Linked DNA regions of Triticum aestivum: region 2 is linked to region 1. Evidence: chromatin contacts called from public Hi-C data. All regions are on one chromosome and are shown on one strand. The core of a region is the stretch at or near the end of the contact, and the rest is flanking DNA. Distances in the headings are between cores, read along the strand shown. Region 1 holds the start of LOC123122458 (G patch domain-containing protein 11). Region 2 holds the start of LOC123122480.

Region 1 (3,872 bases), core at 511-3,010:
TTTCGAATTCCCTCTCTTGTGCTCTCTTCTCCTCTTCCTGCATCTTTCGTATCCTCTTTGCGGCCAACTTTGCCTTCTTCGTTGCCGGCGCGTCCTGCTGATAATAGCAACATTTTGTGGCATTAAGTCAGATATTGATGAAAAAAGAAAATCAGATCAGTGATGACTACAAGTACGCTGGTTCGAGATGCAGAAATGTACAAGGACACATCAGTATTATCTTCTAAACCTTACAAATACTCCACGGAAAGAAATTGATGAGCATCCAATATAACATGTTACGTTTGTTCAATTTAACTATATATAAACACATACACTTTTTTCAATAGTACCACACAAAGGATCTGTAATCAGTAAATAGTACTCCCTCTGTTCACTATTATAAGACGTTTTGGACATCTCAATATAGCTACATACGGATTGAAATGAGTGAATAAACACATTAAAACATGTCTATATACATCAGATTCATGAAAAAGTTAGAGCATCTTGTAATAGTGAACGGAGGTAGTAGTAAACAAATTTTGTGAAATCGGCGGAACCTATGAACTACAACAAAACAGTTCTTGGAATCAAGTCAACAAGAATGCTTTGCTCACCTTGGGTCTTTTACTAGGAGCTGTTTCAACATCATCCTCGACCTTTGGCTTTGGCTTTGGTTCTTTGGAACCTAAACCGCGTTTGTTGTTCTTGACACGAGTTTCTACTGGTTCCAACCGCCCCTGTTTCATGACAGTTTGGCAAAGTGAGTACACAAACAGAAATAATACAGGAGTAACTAGGCAATTATAAGCAACAAGCCAGCTTCTACCAAGTGTGTAATCACGATTTGTTATATACAGCAGACGGCCAACCACGCATTTGTTGTTTTAAAACCCATGGATGTGTTCAGTTAGACACATACTCCTGAGCTTGTGAACTGAACCAAGATTATACAAGAAGCAAAGGTAAGTTGTTTATAGTTAACAAATTCAAGCATTTAACTGTATTTGTCCGATTGTGATCATTACCCAGAAACCAAACTAATTTCAGCACGCCCTTTATCATTTTGTTAAGTCCACAATATGAGACAATTTGATACGCAATGATCTCAAAGATAAGCAATAAGACACAACACTGGAGAAACACAGAACAATTTGATTCACAATGGATCATATAATCTAGTACCAAGAATAGAAAAACAAGGAGAACTAAGCCTCGCGTTGGGAGTACGATGCTACAACTAACACAATTATCCCTAAAATCAACATACGGATTGGGTGAAAATGGACAGATGAGATCTTGATCGGGGAGAAGAGAAAAGAGAACAGAGACACGGACCTGCTCCTGCGCACCGAGGCCGGTGCCCTCCTTCCACCCGGATTTCTTCAGCAGCTGCAGCAACCCAAGAACACACGACCATCAGGCTCACGCAGGGCAACAAAGCATCAAACCCTAATCCTCCGCGAGGGGAGGGAGGGAAGGATGGATGGGCAGCAGAAGAAACCAAGCGAGGGACGGACCTGGAAGCCGATGTTAGAGGAGCCGATGGACGACATCGTCTCTCTCACCGGGCGAACGCGGCGCCCCTCTGCCTCCGCTCGCCGCGCGCTTCACCGGCTCTCTCTCCTCTCCCCGTTTCAGGCGTCGCGTGCGCCGCTTTGGTTTTACTTCTCTGGTCTGGTCTCCGTCTCACGGGTCCTTGCCGTGTCCGGCTCGTTCACGAGTCGGTTCAGACCCGCTCGATCACAGGCGTCCGTCGCGTATCGGACGGCCTATCAAACGAACCAGGCTTACATATAACCCCATCTCCACCCCCCATGGGCCGCGACGTTGCCCGACCAACCAAAGCTCCCAATCCACGCCGCCGCCGCCGCCGCTGCCGACGAAACAGGTCATAATTCTCGGCGACCGGCGAACGAGGGCAAGATGCAGATCTTCGTGAAGACGCTGACGGGGAAGACGATCACGCTGGAGGTGGAGTCGTCGGACACGATCGACAACGTCAAGGCCAAGATCCAGGACAAGGAGGGGATCCCGCCGGACCAGCAGCGGCTCATCTTCGCCGGGAAGCAGCTGGAGGACGGGCGCACGCTGGCCGACTACAACATCCAGAAGGAGTCGACGCTGCACCTGGTCCTCCGCCTGCGCGGCGGCGCCAAGAAGCGCAAGAAGAAGACCTACTCGACGCCCAAGAAGGTCAAGCACGAGCGCGAGAAGACCCCGCTCGCCGTGCTCGGCTACTACAGGGTGGACGACGCCACGGGCAAGGTGGAGAGGCTGCGCAAGGAGTGCCCCAACCCGGACTGCGGCGCCGGCACCTTCATGGCGGCGCACGCCGACCGCCACGCCTGCGGCAAGTGCGGCCTCACCTACGCCTACGCAGAGGCCCAGAGCCCAGAGATCGACAGTGATTGATCAGGTGGTCTGATTCGATGACGGAGTTGATTAGCGCCATGAATTCCGTGTACGTCTGGTAATGATTTTTTCAATGGATATTTGTGGTTAGAACAATTATTCTGGATATTTTTCTCAATTAGTCATCAGTAAGCATGTTTTGGTCTGAATTGGAATGTGCTTTGGCATGCATCGTGACTTGATTGGCGACACTTGTGATCGGAGGGAGTAGTAGGCAGTATCCCTTCATCATATCAGATGCTTTGTTTGTGTTTTGAAGTCAATGGAAACTTCTATTGATTGGGAGTTACGGAGTACAATTTATATGGACTGGAGAGACGCGACGATCCGAGAGGATGCGTCAGTTTCAGGGGATACGAGAGAGAGAGACCTCCGTTGCGCGAGGAACCACAATGACGGTTGGGCAAGGGAAGATTCCCCACTAATTACATGTGCTAATTAATCACAACACTTCCTCTAATCTACGCTCTACCATGTAGAATCTTCTCATAATTGTCCAGGCGTTGTCATCATCTCAATAGAATTCTTCTCCAAAAGCTCTTCATTAAAATCATTGATAAGAACCTCAAACATAAACTCACAAAGAGAGATAGCGTAATGTGATGTTTAAACAATGATTTTTCACATGATTTAACTTGCAAATGTTTATTTCCCCGTTTTTCTGAAGATCATGGGAAAAAACCACTTAGGAGAAATATGTGAGTGATATTACTCTTGTTGAATCCTGTTTGCATCTGTGATAATGGTAGGTGATTTTATCGATCATTCTGCGAAGCCACACACATTTGCATGTTATTTCAAATAATGAAATTATTTCAGAATGATTGGTAGATGTTGCCACCAAAGTCTGTTTTGAAGACTTCCATGACATAACAGTACCACCATGTAGGAACACAAAGCCGACAAAGCCGGCTTGTGATCTGGCATTACGGGGATAAGATAAATAGCCAGCATCTACGAATCCAATCATATCAGAGTCCGATTTCTCTGGAACTGGAAAAATAGGCCAAGATCCTTTGTGCCCTGGAGATATTGAAAGATATTCTTCACTCCAGACCAATGGCGTTTGGTGGGAGCTGCGTTGTGTTTAGTAAGTAGATTCACTGCAAATGCAATATCAGGTCTTGTGCAATTTGCAAGATACATAAGCGCTCCAACAGCACCGAGGTATGGAACTTCAGGTCCCAACGCCTCTTCTCCATCATCCCTTGGCCTCGCCCCAACAACACCGAGGTATGGAACTTCAGGTCCCAACGCCTCTTCTCCATCATCCCTTGGCCTGAATGAATCTTTCTCTACATCTAGAGAATGAACCACCATAGGAGCTTTAGATGGGTAGGATTTGTCCATATTGAATTTCTCCAGTATTTTTTGGATAAAGGCAGCTTGGGGCGTGTTCAGAAACGGCCCAGCTCCTCCGAATCCTTAACTCCCACTCCTCCTCCCCCAAATGCTGCTCCTGCTAAAAAATAGCG
Region 2 (3,872 bases), core at 420-2,919, 470 kb after region 1:
ATCCTGAGGAGGCCGGACCCCTTGGAGGTCTTAGCGTCGTCCGCCTCGCGAGGCTTGGCCCCTCCCGAAGGTCTTGAGTTGTCGATGCTGAAGCTGGGTCGTATCAGGCCGTTGATGGAGCCACGCAGTGGGCCGCAGGCAGGCAAGTCTGGATACCCCGTATCCAGAACGCCGACAACTTCCAACGCCAGGCTCAGTGAGTGCATCACGAGAGATTTCACGCTCGGAAACCAGGTGTATATCTCGTGGCACTTGGCCAGCAAAAGCTCATCCCCGGCGCAAAACAAATCCATCGCCCTCTTCCAGCTTCGACCTACTTGCCATCAATCAAACACCAATTGCAAATCAAAGAATCAAAAACGAATTCGATTATTGGAATCAAATTCACCACAAAACAATCTAAAATGGGCTACATCCAACAAAACCTAATTTCCAGGGTTTTCTATTTCAAAACTAGCTGCCACTACATATCATGAATTTGTATCCAACACTAGTACAATCAGAGTTGATCCAGTTTGTGGGCCATAACATGCTGCATGTCTTCACTGTCTAGTTCTACAAATATAGGACAAAAAATCGTGGTACGCAGAGCGGTTTTGAATCCACCCATCCAAGCATGTTGTGCGCAAACAGCTTTAAAACTTTCCAAGTCCAAACAACCTTTTGTTTTTTCTAGAAAACCGATTACAACACGCACACTCACACCACCGCACAAACGCACTCACGTATCGCCAACTTAAGACCAGTAACATGTAACTCAAAGTCGATTTCGAATTAGTGAAATCGTTTATTTATCTTTCACTATAGAGCGTAAGGTACATGTTCTGTTGATCATTTCAGTATATATAGTGTGTTATGCCATCACACACGTCTTATTCGAAGTAGTGCGTTATGCCATCACACCGTGAATGACCCATCAACTTATCGTGCGTTCAGCCTCTAAACTTGGCTTTGTAGTCCTTCCACAGCTGCTGCACGTTCTTCCCGAGAATCTGCGCGAAGAAGTCGTCGGTGTACCCACTCTTCATCTTGGCGTTGAGCTGCGCGACGAACCCGGGCTTGAGCGAGTCGCAGTAGTCGAGGAACCTCGCCGTGACGTCGTACCCCTGATCCCACCGGTCGCCCTGCCCCGGCTTCACCCAGTGCCCCGGCGCGAACCCGGCCTTGAGCCGCACGTAGTCGGCGATGCCCTCGATGAGCCCGCCGTTCGCCCTGCCCTGCCCGTTCCACTGCCACACGTGCGTCGCCTCGTGGTACAGCACGCCGGTCACCTCCTTCTTGACGTCGCCGGAGATGCCGCCGACGTACTGGGCGCTGAGGTGGATGCCGTTGGCGCTGGTGAAGGCGACGCCGCTGATGTCCTCGACGACGAGGGTGACGGCATCCACAGGCTTGCGGTCGCCGACGCCGCGCTGGTTGAAGGTTTTCCAGATGAAGGCGGAGGCGTCGGAGAGGACCTTCTTGGAGTATGGGAGGCCGACGGCCTGCTCAAACCGCCGGCCGCCGGAGGTGCCCGACGCCTTGTTCGACGCGTCGAACGTCACGGCCTGGGCCGTCGCGGCCAAGGCCACCAGGAGGAAGGAGGCGACTGTGGCTACCTGAAGCTTCATTTTGTAGCGGGTGTTGCAGGCTTGCAGGCCTGTGTCGCTGAGCTAGTGGTGTGGATGTGATTTGCTGCCTGTGCTATGGGATTATATATAGGGTGTCGATGCCTGATGGTAGTGAAAGCTCAGTCAAAAGAATTGACTTGACTTCGTCTCCTTTTTTTCTTCGACCATGGACCGTAGAACAATCCTTCTACTGTTTATTTTTATAAAATAAAGAAATGTATAAAAAATGTGATGCAAGAAAGTTCGGAGGATCACGTTGTCTTCAAATGAAAAAGTCGCACATACTTGTCCGTTTGTCTCCTGATTTCTTCAAGCACGAATGCACTACAAGCCTTATCTGCACTACAAGCCATATTATCTTTGTTTATCCATTAGATCACGGAAAAGTATCCTTTTAGACCGGCTGATTTCTCGCCGCGCAAGCCGCCTCTGTTGCGTGACACGTGCACCCGTGGGGCTTGCCCACCGCTCTTCTCCCTGCCTTATCCTAACTTTAGGCTATCTCTGGTTCGTAGGATATGAATTGCATAGGAATAGAAAAAGTATAGAAAATATGGTGCATGTATCTTGAATCCTATGAGTGCTGAGATCATAGAAAATGAAATGTCATTTGATTTACAGGATAGGAACACACATAAAAAACATAAAGAAATACTTTTTCAAAGTTTGAAGCAACTAGCCGTTAGTAAAATCTGTACTGTTACTTTTTCAGGTTTGGAGTAACCAGACATATAATGGGACTAGTGAGATGATAAAATATGTACTGTTACTTGTTACTTCCTCTGTCTCAAAATAAGTGATTCAATATTGAACAAACTTTATAGTAAATTTAATACAATGTTTTGTATTTATTTGAGGACGGAGGGGGTACTTTATGATGAAGTAGAGGTAATATAAACAGTGGGTAGAAAATTCACCTTTGACTCTGAGACAAAAATAAAGTGTGCAAGAAAGGTGAACATTCTTCCATAAGAAAAAGAGTTTGAATCTATCCAATTTTTTGTACTTCTGAGTGAGCATCGATGGCTTCATTTACCATCTTTACCTTAGTACAATCACATTTTCAAAAAAGTGGAAGGAAGGGACTAAGGGCCTGTTCTGAACCTCTCCGGGCTTCTCAAACTCCACAAAACCAGCTTTTGGAGCTTGCTTCCAACTTCACCCGGCGATTCCATTCGTTCGGCAGTGTTCATAGATTCTCTCCACGATTTGGCCCAGCTGGGAGTCTATTGGCCTGTTGGGTGCCGGTTTTGGCCGGATGAAGGAAGCCCACCTTGCATCGTTGTGTGGAGGAGGGCTGGCCACATGCGCTCGCACAAGATACTAGCGAGGCGAGCATCCCACGCATGGCTGGGAGCTGTTTCGTGAATCGTTTTTTGTACTTCGCGGTGGTAATCTCTTGTAATTACTAGGAACTCCTTGCTTCTTCGTTTTGTGAAGCTCGGCTTTAGCAGCTTCAGCAATTTGCACTACAGGCTTGTACCGCTTCGTGAAGCTGACTCCACGAAGCTCAAACGTTTTGTCCGGCTCCACGCCTAGAGTTGGAAAAGCGTGGAGTGGGAGGACTTCATAACAGGCCCTAAAAACTCAGGCCTCATTCGATTTGGAGGATTTTTATGTGAAAACATAGGAACATGGATTCCATAGGAAACTTTTCTATAGATGCATTCGGTTTGTAGGAAACGGGTACGGGAATTTTGTAGAAATACTATTCATTTCCTATGTTTATGGAGGAATATACACATCTACTTAAAGCTCATTTTATGCGTAAGAACAAGGCAAGACAATTCTTTAGGATGGCAAGTGTCATCCTATCAAATTCCTATATTACTCCTAATTCCTACATTTTGGTTTCCTCCAAACCGAATGAGGCCTCAAGATACGGGAAATTGCTTGGGGCAACTCATACCAGCAAGCTGGACTGGACTATTTTTTCATTAATTAGCACCAGATCTGAATATGAAGAGATAAGGCAAGATAGATCTAAATCTGAAAAGTGATGCCGCTGGAGCTTGAGGGCTAGCAGGTCGGCGGTAGATGCTCTCTAGCTTGCCGGTGTTTGCTGGCCAACGTCCGGATATGGCCGCGTCGCTCAGCCGCCGTTGTCGTCCTCCTTGCCGGTTAGATGCACCATTCTGTGTGACAGTGCGAGAGAAGGGGGATGGATGGATGTGGACTCGGTTTTGTTTCTTAGTGGGTGAGCAATACGAGAGGTCAAAAAAAAGCAAGGGAACACTCGCAGACTTGCGCGTCATTCGCGCC

What was found. Hi-C and Micro-C count contacts between places; a contact is called where the count stands out from the background.
Region 2: a Hi-C map of leaf shows a contact between it and region 1, with 5 times the contacts expected there. The contact joins the promoter of LOC123122480 here to the promoter of LOC123122458 in region 1. A contact is called at or near these places in 3 of 5 Hi-C or Micro-C datasets (all in leaf).

The regions. Positions count from the first base shown.
Region 1 is chr1B:335,734,425-335,738,296 of IWGSC CS RefSeq v2.1, forward strand. LOC123122458 (G patch domain-containing protein 11) reads right to left here and starts at 1,761. Exons shown (of 4, transcript XM_044542666.1): 1 at 1,503-1,761; 2 at 1,321-1,374; 3 at 600-722; 4 at 1-94. The coding sequence starts at 1,538. It overlaps LOC123122448 (ubiquitin-40S ribosomal protein S27a-2), which reads left to right and starts at 1,815. Exons shown (of 1, transcript XM_044542653.1): 1 at 1,815-2,546. The coding sequence starts at 1,909. The coding sequence ends at 2,397.
Region 2 is chr1B:336,202,590-336,206,461 of IWGSC CS RefSeq v2.1, forward strand. LOC123122480 reads right to left here and starts at 1,670. Exons shown (of 1, transcript XM_044542683.1): 1 at 752-1,670. The coding sequence starts at 1,610. The coding sequence ends at 933.